Regions from separate parts of the Anas platyrhynchos genome. Here region 2 is linked to region 1. The links are chromatin contacts, called in public Hi-C maps. All regions are on one chromosome and are shown on one strand. The core of a region is the stretch at or near the end of the contact, and the rest is flanking DNA. Distances in the headings are between cores, read along the strand shown.

The links. Hi-C and Micro-C count contacts between places; a contact is called where the count stands out from the background.
Region 2: a Hi-C map of liver shows a contact between it and region 1, with 2.5 times the contacts expected there. The contact joins two enhancer-like sites. A contact is called at or near these places in 3 of 8 Hi-C or Micro-C datasets (F1 follicle, liver and skeletal muscle).

Annotation. Positions count from the first base shown.
Region 1 is chr12:14,100,397-14,107,867 of IASCAAS_PekinDuck_T2T, reverse strand. LOC106019018 (a long non-coding RNA gene) reads right to left here. Exons shown (of 15, transcript XR_011812245.1): 11 at 7,466-7,471; 12 at 1-1,713. Among named protein-coding and RNA genes, the nearest start is that of ESRP2, 17 kb to the left of the region's middle. Within about 2 kb of position 3,462, at least 1 of the 8 cell types and tissues checked has an H3K27ac peak or open chromatin away from gene starts, as enhancers often do.
Region 2 is chr12:14,145,258-14,152,728 of IASCAAS_PekinDuck_T2T, reverse strand. It overlaps ESRP2 (epithelial splicing regulatory protein 2), which reads right to left. Exons shown (of 16, transcript XM_072043918.1): 9 at 6,775-6,907; 10 at 6,572-6,614; 11 at 5,237-5,538; 12 at 3,112-3,333; 13 at 1,976-2,162; 14 at 564-756. Among named protein-coding and RNA genes, the nearest start is that of ESRP2, 28 kb to the right of the region's middle. Within about 2 kb of position 3,033, at least 1 of the 8 cell types and tissues checked has an H3K27ac peak or open chromatin away from gene starts, as enhancers often do.

The sequences.
Region 1 (7,471 bases), core at 2,213-4,712:
TTACCTTGAAGAAGTGTATCAAAACATGTAGCTGTATCTAAAAACATACAGGAGGCATGTTCAAACAGTAATAAGTCTCACACTTCATATGCACTACAAAGAAAACCACAGGATAATAGACATATCCAATTTTAAATACAAAATAGGTATGTTTATATACATATAAAATGACGTGGGAATCAGATATGAGACTTTCATAACATAAGGGTGATAGACACAAACCTTGAAGAGGCCATGGATATTCTCTTTCCTGTTTTAAACAAGTGTTTTTGTTTATAGCCCACCCAGAATTAGGTCACCTTTGAAAGTGTTCTTAGGCAGTGCATGCACAATACACCCAAGCCAAGAGGACAAATGTACTTCTGCTGCTGTAGCACTGCTGAATAGCTTGTCTCAAGGAGGAAGGAGGCAAAAAGGAGAATTTAAACTTCTTAGAAAAAAAATGAATCTTTTATCTTGAGTTGTAGTTCTGGAAAGAATTTATAGTCCATAGGAACAATCAGTAGTAGCAGTGTTTGTTAATAGAAACACTGCATCACATATGGTAAATGGCAAATGTCCATTTGTTTGCTCAGTTTAACTTTCATCGTCAGGGCATTAACCCTCACAGCTGAGTAACATGGCATCCTCTGCTTGAATGTGTTCTACTAATGTAGGTCAGGGTAGTCAAGCTATGATCCAGAAGGTGAACACAATTCACAACTTAATCCAGTTCTTGTGGGACCTACAGCCAATCACTTTTTCATAGCGCAAATTGTTACTAGTTAATACAGAAGTATGTACTAATATTTGGCCTGCCAAAAACATTTCGAAGATCTATTCAGCCTTAGAGTAAGGCATAGGTTTCCTGACCTGCTATAGATTACTTTGAACAGTTTTGTCAGCTGAAACCAATAAATCCCATTTGCTTATCTGAGCTTCCACAGAAGAAAGTACAGTCCTATGGGTTTGTCAGACCAGGGCATGTACATCCCATCTAATTTCCTTCAAAGTCATCTGCTTTACTTTCAACAGCCAACAAAAGTGTTTTAAGACATTTGAGATGATTTTTCCTGTACAGTGCTGGGGAGCGTTCACATGATCTTTTCTGCTGTTCAGAAGTACTCCAGATGACAGGACACAAACTGGTTATAGGTGGTAGCATATTTAAAAGTGTCAGCAGCGTTGCAAAGAGAATACTGGGCTACAGTTTACTATGATCTTAGCAGTTCCTTAAACTGATACACTGCTCTGTGACTTTTCATCTTAGTGTACATGGTAAGATTACTGCGTACTTGACTGAGGGCATTTGCATTTTGTATGTATTGTTTCATTGCATAATATTAGCAAGAGAAACTTTAAGATAGGTATTCATACCTAAATCTGAAACTTTAATGGTTTGAACAGGCTCACATAACCTGTTCAATGTTATGAACAACATCTGCAAGCTTGAATTGAATTCTGAACTTAAACTCTGATCAGGAAGTTTTAGTTTGACATTTACCTTTTCAAGCAAAACTTTTCTAAGCAATTTTTGAAATTACCACCAGCAAAAGTGGGAAGTCCTTCTTGTTTCCCCATTCTTTTCTTTCCCAGCTTCACATATCCCATTTCTGTATACCTGCTGTGGTCAGACTCAAGCTCAGCCAGTGCAACTTGTTAAATCACCAGTAAAACACCTTTTGGTCACCAACTTAACTTTGTTCTACAGTGATGCAACATCCCTTTCATTACCTGTTTTAAAAAAAAAAAAAAAAAAAAGGATGATTTTGTCTTTGTAACCACGAGTATAAAGCTGTTTTATTAAGACTTCGACTCCCAAACTATCTTTTAGTTAAATTAAGTTGCAGTTTCACATCCTTTTTCTTTTTTTGGGGGGGCAGGCTGGGTTTAGAAATGCTGCTGCTTTTGCAAGTACTGCTGCCCAGAAGAACGATCATGGAATTGTGCCCTTATAGGGTCCTTCAAACAAATATGTTAGTATGAGAGGTGCCATAAAGAACAGACTTCCTTAAGATTTCCTAACTAGAATATTATGGCACACATCCTAATCAGTGCCTCCTACAGACTATGCCTCCATACTGGTCTAACGACGTAAAAGTTACTTTATAGATGCATGTAGGGAAGGAGGCAAAGCAATAAAATGAGATTAAGCAGTAAGAAGCCAACTCTCCATTAATGAGTCATGCACTCATAGCTGCTTAGCAGTATTATTTTAAATATCCATAGCAACCAATTAGCCTCTGTGTAGTCTTTACATTACTTTTTGAATCTTACATTTTCAAATCTTTTTAGAGTGAGAACACACACATGTAACAGCTGGAGAAGTAGAACAGAACAGCACTGTCCTTAAACTTTCTATAAAAATCAAAATATGAGAAAGAAAATGATCTTGGACAAGACTGTCAGTGTTTGTTTCCCAGAATATCACAAAAGCTTGATGGTATGGAGACAGATCTTTTCAACACATCAGATGCACAAGCACATGCATTCTGCTTGTCCTCCTTAGGTACTTCCAAACAGATTTATTTATAGCAGTGTGCATAGACAAACCCTTTAAACAGTTGCTGTAAGCATAATTTTAGTCTGCTATAAAGAAATTCAGGTTTTTGAGAAGGGGCTCCAATCTGACGACTGCTATAGTCATTTTAGGAACATCCTGTCCCTATTTGCTAGCAAGCTTTGCTCATGAATAAATACTGTGCAGCCAGGATTTTTCTTCCCCATCCCACCTTTTAATAACAAAAGCAGCCTCAGGCCATTAAGCCTTCCCCATCACCCGTTAATCTCCAGGAAACAGCTTCTTTCTCAATTGTTGCTTAACTGATGCAACATTTAACACCCCAGATGAATCAGCACTGTGCTACTAGTAAGCTTCTGACTTCACCGTTCTTTCGACTCCACAGTACTAAATTTGCTGATGTGTATTTCGGGATATTCAGATTACCACCGTTTTGGGAGGCCATTTTAGAGCCCACATTTGCCTCTGATACTTTCTTTGTTCTTCCATTGTATCTGTCTCTAGATTCTGGTACATGCAACTTACTCCTATTGTCTGATCCATTCTGGTTAACAGAACTCATGTCTACATTGTTTTAGATGTTTTTCTGATGTATATATATAATTTAAGTTCAGGGATTCAGGCTTTTTTTTTTTTCTTTTTTCTTTTTTTTCCCTCAATTTAATTAAGCAGAGTAGCCTATGAGTAATAGAAATAGCATTAGTCAGCAAGATCTTGTCTTCAGCTTTTAAAGCTCATAGCTAGCAAATAAAATAACCCAGAAATCAGAAACGGAAATCTCCACTTTTTTTTTTTTTTTCTTCTTCTATTCCTGTAACTCCTTACTGTCCCAATGGGAAGAATGCATTGTCTTTCAGGCAACTTCTCTAGTAATATTTTTTTCCTCAGTTGTACCCATGATCTCATCCGTCTTCCTTAAGGGCTGAGGCTGTGGGCTGCGTTTATTTAGCAGCCTCTAGCGGTTCGCCACAGCAGTTACCAAAGGCTGTATCTTCGTGTGCTGTAGCTGCAGCACATACCTGCTCATACCTTGCACAGAGCTTTCCAGGATGCTCTTTCCAGGATGATGTAGTTACATGCTGGTCTATGAACACGGATGAAAAATACAGTAGAAAGATAAGACAATATTATTCAGCTCTGTGCCACACAAGTTGATTTGACCCTGAAATATTTACATTGGGGTAGTGACTTAAAGGAACTGCATACAATCAAAGCGAAGAAAGAGAAGCAATAACCACAGGATGCCTGATTTGTCCCAAGTGCACTATGTTCGGGGATGTTTCTTACAGTGATTTATCTTGTACTTTATGTAGCTGTTCTTAAAAGATGCTACAAATTTCACATGCTAAATAGGTGTAAGATTTCCAAGATACCTCACATTTTAATGACAGTCTTCTAGGAGAAGATTGTCACAACACTATGACATTCACAACTGCAAAAAAAATGTCTACAATTTGTGAACTTTCAACAACACTCTAGTAAACACAGCGATTGGTGGTTCATAACATATTTGACATACAGAGGCAATATAAGAATTTTGCTGGCCTCACTGTGAGAGCTAACTTGGGGTCTGAAGGAGCTGATGCACTTAACAATGTCTGCCTTTTTACCTTTGTCATCACATAGCTTAAGAGAGCAAGAGACCACAGAAATGCTCTGAAAGAGACATCTTGCCTGGAATATTGAAAAGACTTGAAAGACTTTCTTTAGCCTTCTCCAATTCAACAGAGAATTTCTTCTGGCAATGAAAAATCATTATTAGAAATCAATAATTGAAATAACACTTCGTGCTTCGAAATAACAAATTTGGTGCATGAAAAGAATTACTTAATAAAGTGAACTGGACCTTCATCAATGACTGGAGTGGAGGGAAAGCTTCAAATGTGTTTATAGTCAAGGTGCCAAATATATCTATGTTACTTTAACTACAAAGAAAGGCTTCAACTGTAGCTAGATAAATAATCACTTCAGAAAGACAGGGATTTCAATTAGTGCCTTATATAAAAGTCACACACTTTATAAAACACAGTTAATCATTTACAAAATACATTCAACACGTAAAATACATTAATATATATGAATCATGTAAAAATATAATTATAAATTTAATTATAAGGACCTTTTAATTGTTGCCATTGTTTATAATCACAAAATTAATTATAATGACCTTTTAGTTGTTGCCATTGTTTATGTTTCCTTATGTGAACCTGGTAATCTTTTTGTTATATTAAGTTGGTAATCTAATATAAGGACTTCATGTTTACAAAGAAATTTTGGGTTCTGAAACTCACAAAACCACGACACTTGATTATTGTGTGACAGATAGACATTAATATGACTCAATTTTTCACACTAAGTTTTTCCACTGAAGAGCAAAAAAACAAGGGTCATGGACAGCAGGGCTTCGGGTTCAAGGACAGCCTTTACATTTTGTTCTGCACTGCTTGAGGATGTGTTGATCCCCACATATCGCTAAAAGAATAAGGATCTTGTCCTTCAGTGGACAAATTCAACTGATTTGTTTATTTACTAGTTACTTTGCAATATACAAAATGTCATTATTTGCTTACAAAAAAAAAAAAAAACAAAAAACAGTTATGAAAGTAGAGAGCTTGTGGGGCAGTATCTGTAATGCTGCAGTTTGGAATCCAACACTCTGAAGATAAATATCACAGATTTTGATGTCAACACTGCAGACTGTAAATGGAAAAATATTCCAAAAAACAACATCAAACAAAACACCCAGCAACTGCAGCATGAACAACTGCAGCATCCCCAAAGAGCAGCAAGTGGGACAGCAGGGGTGTGAACCACTGCAGTTATTCAAAGTGAAGTGTCCCTGCTTGTGAATCCGAGTTCAGACATCCTATTCAAGGATGTCCAAGGACAGACAGTAGCAGGTACACAAGCCTAGAGATGTCAGGAGCCAGCCTAAGCTTGGACCAACTCATTAATCCACCTCCTGAGGCAAAACTAAAAACAGAACTAAGTTATTTTCTTTTCATTTTATGCCCAAATGCACTAGTTCACATGTAAAAACTAGTGATTGTGACAGTGAAAAGGGTGCCTACTTAAGGCATTTAAGGTACCTACTTAATAATTTCTCTGGTGACCTGAAACTTTAAACTCTCAAAGTTCTAAACATTCTGCTCAGTCTGTTTAGGATCCTTAATTTTTTTTTTTTTTCAGTTGATTCTTTCAATTTTCATCAGAAACAGATACAAAGGGAAGAGCCAGCTTCACTGTCAGCCTGGCTAAAAAAGACTATTGAAGCAAGCTCTTCCCAGCAGCAATTACTCAGCGCAACAGACATGTTTTTACCTACTACTGAAGATCTACCAACCCTGCCCCAAGGGGAGAATAGCTACCCCACCTGTCAGCATGCAAGTATGTTTGGTATGTTTGGTCACATTCAATGGAAAACCTGTGAACCCACTTACAAGAAGATGAAGGTTTCTCATTACATTGAGAGGCATGTGTTTTCAAGAGATCAAAACAGTTGGCTAAAGAGATGCTTTAATACTGGGAAACAAAATGTGCAAGGTTTTACACTTCTATAAAAGATACTAGGAACACCCAAGAAAACTTCTGTGAGCTCTGGTGTAATCTCAGTGCAGCCTCAGGCTGTTAACTCTCCCTCATCCAAAACGCAAAATTGTTTTTGGGTGACACAAGCTTCATTATTTTTATATCACTTCATAATGCTCTGAGATAATTTCTCATAAATCCAGAATCATTAAACCATTTGAAGGTATTATTTGTGGTACATTAAAGAATATTTCTTTTGTCATTATTGCTGTGTGCTTCAAATTTCCTGATATCCCAGGCTGGTAAGGCTGGGACACTCTAGCAAGGCAGGAAGTGCTAAAAAAGTCTGCTGTACCAGGTCTGTGAAACCAAAGTCTTAAATATCTGGACTCATATAAAATTGTGCAAATGTAACCATGGAAGAAAACTGTTTCATTGCTTTTTCAACAAAGCTGTGTTACCAAGGTGTTGTATCTTTCTAGTTTTCTAGTTCAGGCAATGCAAGAGTTTATGCACCAGAGCTGTGTGTCCTGGCATACCAAACAAATAAGCTTGTGTCCTTTTATTTATTTATTTATTTATTTATTTATTTATTTTTTATTTTTTTTTAAATAAGTATTTTTGGGATTTATCCCCAGTAAAAGAGTATATCTGTTTCCATTCTTCTCCCTTTTTTCCCCAGTAAAGATGACTGGGTACAGCAGTGGGGTAAGACAATTCACACTGTGCCTGCATCCATTATAGTGTTTTTCGTACTTTAACATAGTAATCCTGCCTCCCAGATACTGCAAAGGTTTGTGAGTGTGTATTGATAACCATCACTATCAAAAGAATACAATGTAACTGAGTTTTATAATACATATTTTCCATCCTATCCTGGACACCTAAATAATACAGTTATTTTAAAAGATATAAAATTACAGCCTTGTAGGCTGAAACTGTCTACAGAGGAAATGAAACAATCTATAATAGTCTAGGCTAGATTTAACTTCCACATCACTGAAGCTCTATTTCTCTGCTGGTGCTGAAAATCAGGGGGATGGTTCAAACAGAGATATGTTTTTCAATGAGAGCACTTAGGGATAAGCAAAATCAATGAAAAATCAGAGAGACACAAAACAGATTGTAATCTACTTCCTATTTTAAGATGGACTGACAAATTTCCAATTACATCAACTTTTGCACTAGCAATGATTTGTTCTTAGGCCTCCTGCCTTTTAAACCAGTGACATGTTATTTGTGATGACACTTAAGCATTACTTAAATTTGTGAATGACCTAGCTATAATTCTGGTGGTCACAGAAAAGAAATAATCTGCAGAACTATACCTGAAAATGTGTACTGTCTATTTGCAATTACACCAAGAAAACAAACAGCATGTATCTGTAGGAAAATCAGGCAAGTAGTGTCCCATTCTGCTTCTTTTAGTATAATTACCAGACT
Region 2 (7,471 bases), core at 1,784-4,283, 45 kb before region 1:
TCAGGTTAGTGTCACAAGCCTAGGAAATGTCAATGAACAAACTCTTCCCCCACAGACTCAAGCACCAGACTTCAGTAAGCCATGTTGATAATATCAATGGGAAGGGAAAAGGTAGAGATACCTGCTTTGCTTATACATGTTAAGAAGTTCTTTGGTCTCACTGATACAAGATATCTAGCAGACTTACCAGAGGTACTAAGCGTAGTATTAGTATAGAAACGGTACTGTAAGTACAAGATCAAACCAAGAGGAGGACAGAGGCATGTATTTACACAGTTTCTCATTTGGTCAAGAAATAGAATTGCCTTGATATCACCCCAATGCCAAAAATGCTGTTAAACAATATACCAACATTATCACGAGATGCAACCAAATCCTACAGAAAAGCTGAACTTCATTATAAGGCCACAGAAAAGTAGTCAAAAGGGTTACTTTCCCCGCTTATTAATGTCAACAAATTCCTAAGACTGTCTACACCTTAAGTACAAATTTCAGACCAAATGCACAGTTGCTTACTCCACTGAGATGAAATGGCAAGAGAAGCAGTTAAGTCTAGAGGGTACCTGGGATAGTAAGCTGTGTAATTCATATAAAGCTGAGCTGCCTGAGCTGGGTAGTAGGTAACAGTTGGAGGAGCAGCAGCTGATGCCTGGGGAGTCCTGGCGGCTGGCAAGAGGGCTTGTGGCTGGTAGAGCGCTGCTTCTGCTGGGATCACAGCTGCTGTTTGGAAAGCAGCATAAGCTGGTGGAGAAAGACCTAAAAACAAATGAGGACACAAGAACAACAACAACAAAACAAAAAAAAAAAAAACAACAATTAGAATGGAGATCTCTGCAGTAGGAAAGGAACTGTTCATCCTAATGTGACTGACTGCTCTCTAACCCCTCTCCAGGAGACCCCTGTGCATTACCCTGAATGACAACTGGTGCATTTGAAATGAGCAATTCCTAAGAGATCACAACTCCTCAAGCTGAGCAGCCGTGTCCATATGTACATGGAAAGCAGGTAACTTCAGAGTTATTTAAAGAAAGCATAAAGCCATATGCATAGAGAAAGCAGGCGTGCACACCAACACACCCCTTTTTTCTTTCTAACAGAAGTTGTACTCTGTGGGACGAAAGAACCATAACATTAGCTACATGTGGGCATCTACAACTGCTGACCACAAGTTTTCATATGTAAGCCTACTGCAGCTTCAAAAAGTATTTTTAGGATATGGCAAAAGTTTTTAAGAAACACAACAGGGAAAAAAAACACTAAATCACTAGTCTGAAGCATTCTGACACAAATACCTGACTTGCATAAGAACACGAAGCTTAGTGTGCAGTCAAATTGTTTTTAAATAGTACATTTGGCTGCTTTTTACCATTTTGCAAATACACATTGTATCTGCTTTGTGATTTGGTAGTGAGACTAATTAGAATGGTACAGTGAAGTTCCATTATAGTTCCACAATAAAGTTCACTACAATTTAATAAAAAGAAAAATAGAAAAACTAAATATCCTTCCAACTAACATATCATCCCAGTGGGTGCTTTCCTTCAAAAATAAGCCCAAAGAGTACCTTCTCAATGCTCTAAGGCAAGATAGCAGGAGCACTCATTGGCAGCTAGAATATAAAATTTCTCCCCCTTTTAAAAAATGCCTCTAATTCCAAGTAGGTTTCACTACAGGCGAGTCTACTGCAGAGCTCAGAAGAACAGTACACCCATAAAAAGCAAAGTGTGCAACAATTTCACTGGCAAGGCCTTGCTGCCCTCTATTCACCACCGAAAACACAATAAAAATGGCTCCAATCAGTCCCATTATTGCCCAAAGGGAACAATTCCAATCTCAGCATGTATACAGATGAATGATTATTGATCATGGCAAAACCCAAGTCAAAAGGTGAAAGGCCACAAAGCTTCAGCACCTACCACATATCAGCCTTTAGCAGCAGAGAGCAGAAGAATTGCAGACTTACATGGTAACTTACATGGCGGTGGGGATAAGCCACTACGATTTAAAGTGCCACCCATTAAAACAAAGTTCATCTCCTCTCCCGAACACTGGAATACTTCCACATAACGGTCCTTCATCATTTTTTTGTGACATTTTTGAGCCACCATAAAGGCTTTGTCAGCAGATTTCATTTGGATAAAAGCATCACCTGATGGTCGTCCCTATGAAAAAGAAAAATCTTAAATCAAAGTGCTTTTAGAACAACAAGAGCAAAAGAAACATAGAAAGTATTAAGATTTTGTTCTTAGAAAAGCAAATTAGTGTTCTTCCTCATGTCAACAATTATTTTTAGAAGCAAAGGCAAGACTTGTGTAGCCAACACCCTTAACTTAATACTACTTCCTTTTTCCAGAAGGAAACGTAGAATAATTTGGTATGGAAACAGAATTTGAAGGCCTCTTATCCAAACCAAAGCAGAGCTAGCTAACACATTCAGGTTACATCAGGCCAATCGTGGTCTTCTCCATTTGAATTTTAAGCATCTCCAGAGGGTAGAGAGGTACATGTAGTAGATCTCCCTCATTTGTTTCCTTTAAGGATAATACCTCAATGTTTCTGTGACCAATAGTATATTTTTTACACAAGATGACAAGAACAAAAGAAATCCTCATGGTTACATCATTAAAATATATCCAAAACATAACTTTAATTATCAGATTCCTTTAAACCCTGATAAGTCTCTAATGAAGTTAGAAAAAAAATGATTTTTCCACAAATGGGCTTATAGAACACAGCTGTGATTGAGCACAAACTGTGAACAAGGCAGATACGCCATCTTACATGAGCCATTTCCATCTTGTGTATTTCCAGAATTTGACTGAAACACGAGGGAATATTTAAGGCAGCCTCAAGGACAAAGCTATTAGTCAAAGAAAACATGCCACAAGCTTCAACCTCCTCCCATTTTAGGCATACGGATGTTATAGAAAGAAAAGCAAGCATGTATGGGGGAAGGTAGGGAGAAGTGCTGGGGAAGAAAGGAAAAAGTCAAACAGAAGATAGTATTTTGTCAAGGTTATGGAAGACCTAAAGCATAGCAAATAAGATACCATGACTTCTAATTTGGTTCAGTAACTGGAAAGTCAGCTCTCCTGTGCAAAATGCTGTTACCTGTTGATTAAGGACCATGTGAACCCCATGGGGCTTGATATCAGCTGTGGCATCTCCCATAAATTCCAGGATGTCGTCAATGCCAGCAGTGTAAGGAAGGCCTCTGAGCCGGACACAGTCACGTATGCTACCCGTGGCAATTGTGTATGGTGGGGGTATGACAGGAATGATGGGAGTTGGGAGGGTGGGAATAAGAGGTGTTGACATGTATCGATTAAGTACCTGTAGGGAATGAAAAAAAAGACACTGATAGAGATTTACACATCATCTGGTTGAGCACAAATCAGTTCTCACAATAGTATTTCATATGTTTAAATAAATCCATTTCCAATACCAGAGAAAATGCCTTCTTGAACCAAATTACTGTGGACAGCTTCCCAGAAAGGAACATCTGAAAACAACGTTCACACTAATACACCAGTCTTGTCACTTACACTTCATACTTAAATTACAGTAAATTAAAAACATCTAGTTTAAAAGAACTGAGATCTGAAATAAATAATAAGTAAAAAGATTAATTCTTTCATAGACCTGATAGGTTAATAAACAAACACCTTAATTAATCAAAACAACCATGCTGAAGTACAGGGCTTCTGGAAAAAAAAAAAAAAAAAAAAAAAAGCTACAGGAGACCTTGGTCTCAACATTTTATTTTCTCTTGACTCATCCCCTTGTGACAGAGGGAACCTAACTTGCTGTTGGGGTTTATTGCTGAAAGACATATTTAGCAGTGATTATCAGAAATAAACACATTCCACTGAAAGACGCACCAAGGCAAAGATAATAAAGCTTTAGTATTGTCAATAACGATCAAGCCTATTGAGTTTGTCTTGATAGAAGCTTTTTTTCAAGAATCTATTCTTGTAGCACATTTCAGGCCAGAAATCTCCCCTCATTGCGTATAGAATATTGCAATCACTTTGTGTTAATTTAAATAGATGAAAGCTGTCTTTACACAAACAAGTTGCCTTTAATTCCCTAAGAATCATCTCTTGCTCAAGCAGTAAAAAACTAGGGTGTCACCTTAGAAAACTGACCTAGAGGAAGAAGTAATGACATATTGAAAGAGCATGGGTTTTACCCAGGTCTCCCTAACAGAAACAAGAACAAAGATCCGGTCACTGTGAACACAGTGGCTTTGTTCCTTTGAGGACTTTGCCTCATTTTTTCAGCAAAGCAGAATTGAGGAGAAAATAAGTTTCACCATGGCATTTTGCTTAGTCTTCATAATATTCATTATCAGATTCTTGACTGTTGTATTCTCCATGCAACAGTACTATAGGTAAATGGCAGGTCTGCGTGTGTGAATATTTTTTCCCATGCCCCATCACTTTTATGGAAAAAGCTTCTCATTTCAGATAGTAACAAACAGTAACTGTATGCAAGCTTTATAGCCAATGTTTATGCAAAGGCCAGATGAAATCTCATAATGGTTTCCACAATTTTGGCATTATCAGTATAGAAATATTATGTCACGAAGAAAAATTTAGTATGTGATGTTTTTTAAGGGTTCAAGTTGCGGGTGCCAAAATGAAACGGTAGTTTACCAGTTTAAGAAGATGATCATGATTAAAAACTGGTCAAGAAAAGGAGAAAAAAATGAAATACATTATCTTAGGAAGAGAGATATCTCACTTCCCTTCACCAAATATCAGATACATCCTAGTAATTCCTAGTGTCCAACAAAAGAACTGTAGGAAAAGCTCTTTTGATGTAGCCAGATTTGAATTTCATGTTAAATTCTGTGCATAGGAAACAGATTTTAAAAGACAATACTGCAGACTTCAAATCAGTATTACTGAAATACTATTAATCTAGTACATTTTTAGAATTATTTTTGAGATTTCAGTCAATCTTTAAGTGGAAGAAAATTATCCAATGGTTTTTACTTCATGATCTGGGGAATGTTAAAAAAAAAAGTGGCAGTAAATGCAAAAAAAAAAAAGAAAAAACACACACAAAACAATGCTGTACCCTTTTCCATGCCAAGCAGTAAGCACATGTTGCCCTATCTAGAGCTTGACATCTTTAATATAGACAACTTACATGATTGTCTACAATATGTGCATGTGATCATTTAAATAAATATTTAACTGTTTTGAGTTTCACAGCCAATAGTTACAACCTGCTGGACTTCTGCTGCTGTGCTCCGGAAGAGTTCAATGTAACGTTTTCCAAGGATTTCTTTGTGCTTTTTAAGTGCATTCTGTGCATATTCTTCACAGGAGAACAATACAAATGCATCTCCTGTGGGCCTGCCATCTGGGTACTTGACAAAGAGAAGTCCCTCTTTCCCTCCTGTGACCGGGCACTCTGGCCCCAGGAACCCCAACACATCCTCCTGAGTAGCAGTGAATGGAAGGCCTCTCATCCGGATGATAACTTGATTCTCTTTAGATAAAAACTGGGCAACTTCATTGGAGGTACCTGGTAGGAAGATATTAACATACAGTCAGCCAATTCCATATGACAGAGGAACAGAAAAGCATTAAGGAGCAACACAGGGGGTAAGTAGCTAGCAACAAACACACACAAGACCTGAGACAATATTAACTCACAGTAATTTATTTTGAAGTGAGACCCCCCTTACCCTTAAAGTCTTACACATTTTAATGAAATTGTAACAAAGAAGAGATTAGTGAGGTACATAGACACTTCTGCCCCAAAGGTTCCCCTTCCTCCCAAACACCAAGCCCAGCCTACAAACATCACAGCTCAAGTGCAACCACATGAAACCAAAACTTCACAGGGTCAAGGATTCTTAGAAAGCAAAACAGGAAAAGCTACTTCATTAGTTGTGTCCTCAGCCAAGAGAGTGTCCTGGTTTCAGTTAGGACAGAGTTAATTTTCTTCCTAGTAGTTGGTAGGGTGCTGTGTTTTGGCTTAGGATGAGAAAAGTGCTGATAACATGCTGATGTTTTAATTGTTGCAGAGCAGTGCTTACACCAAGCCAAGGACGTTTCAGCTTCTCACTCTGTCCTGCCAGTGGGCAGGCTGGGGGTGCAGCAGGAGCTGGGAGGGGACAGACCCAGGACAGCTGACCCAAACTGGCCAAAGGGGTATTCCATCCCATATGTCATGCTGCTGAACTATCTATAGGGGTGGCTAGCCGGGGTGGGGGGGCCGGACTGCTCAGGGTTAGGCTGGGCATCGGTCAGCAGGTGGTGAGCAATTGCATTGTGCATCACTTGTTTGTACGCATTATTAGTAGCAGTACTATTATCATCATTGTTATTATTATTATTGTTATTATTTTTCTATCTTAATAAACTGACTTTATCTCAACTCACAGGCTTCACTTTCCCTTTTCTCTCCCCTATCCCAGACAGGGAGGGGGGAGTGTGAGTGAATGGCTGTGTGGTGTTTAGCTGCCAGCTGGGTTAAACCACAACAGAGAGGTATCAGAACTAGAATGTGCCTATGAACTTGAATAATTATACTGAACTCCAGCATCACTTACCTCCTGCAATTTTTAAGAATTCTTCCCCAGTTGCTTTGTAAACCTTAAAGAAAACAAAATCCATACATGAAAATTACAGTATTCAACTATTTCACGTATGAGTGTATTTTTGTTATTTAGAGCAATACAGGAGCATGCATAGTTCTCATTCAAAACCATACTCTTTGCTCTCCAAAGATTTGCTTCAAGTCATTACTTTTTACCTCAATGTATCTGCTACCCATGTGATGCTTATGTCTTTCCAGTGCCAAATCTCTCTGTTCAGAATTGACAAACCGAACTAATGCTTCACCATTTCTTCTTCCTTGAGCATTCAGACAAAGAGCCACACCACCTCTGGAATGTAAAGCCAATAAAATAAAAAGTGAGATGTTGGATCTCATGCTGTTTGTCACTTTTTCAATGTCCATGCAGGTGTATTTCTGTAACCCCTTCCTATCGTCTCAGATTCAGGTTTGAATTTCCTCATACACCTACAGGAACAAATCAATCATATTTACTCTGCATTGAATACCTGGAATATATATTGGCAGGTACGTTACATTAGAATGAATCACTTCACATGTACACACCCACACAAAACAATCATATGAAAATTTCTTCTGAAGAACACTTGGAAGTTTCTGAATCTGGCCTGCTTAGGAGTTATACTAGAATACTGATATGTTAGCACAAAACTAAAGCTTCTGTTATGCCTTGGACTCTTCCTTGACTGACGCAGTAGGAATTTCTCCCTGTAGTTACTAGCAATAAATGAATGTATCCTGGTTTTCAAATCATATCTCCTTTCTTTTTCACACACTTCAAAAAACATTTATTTGGCTTTTAAGTCTTGCAAGTAGGCAACAAGATTATTCTAGAAAATATTCATATTAAAAAAAAAGAAAACTTACAACAGGC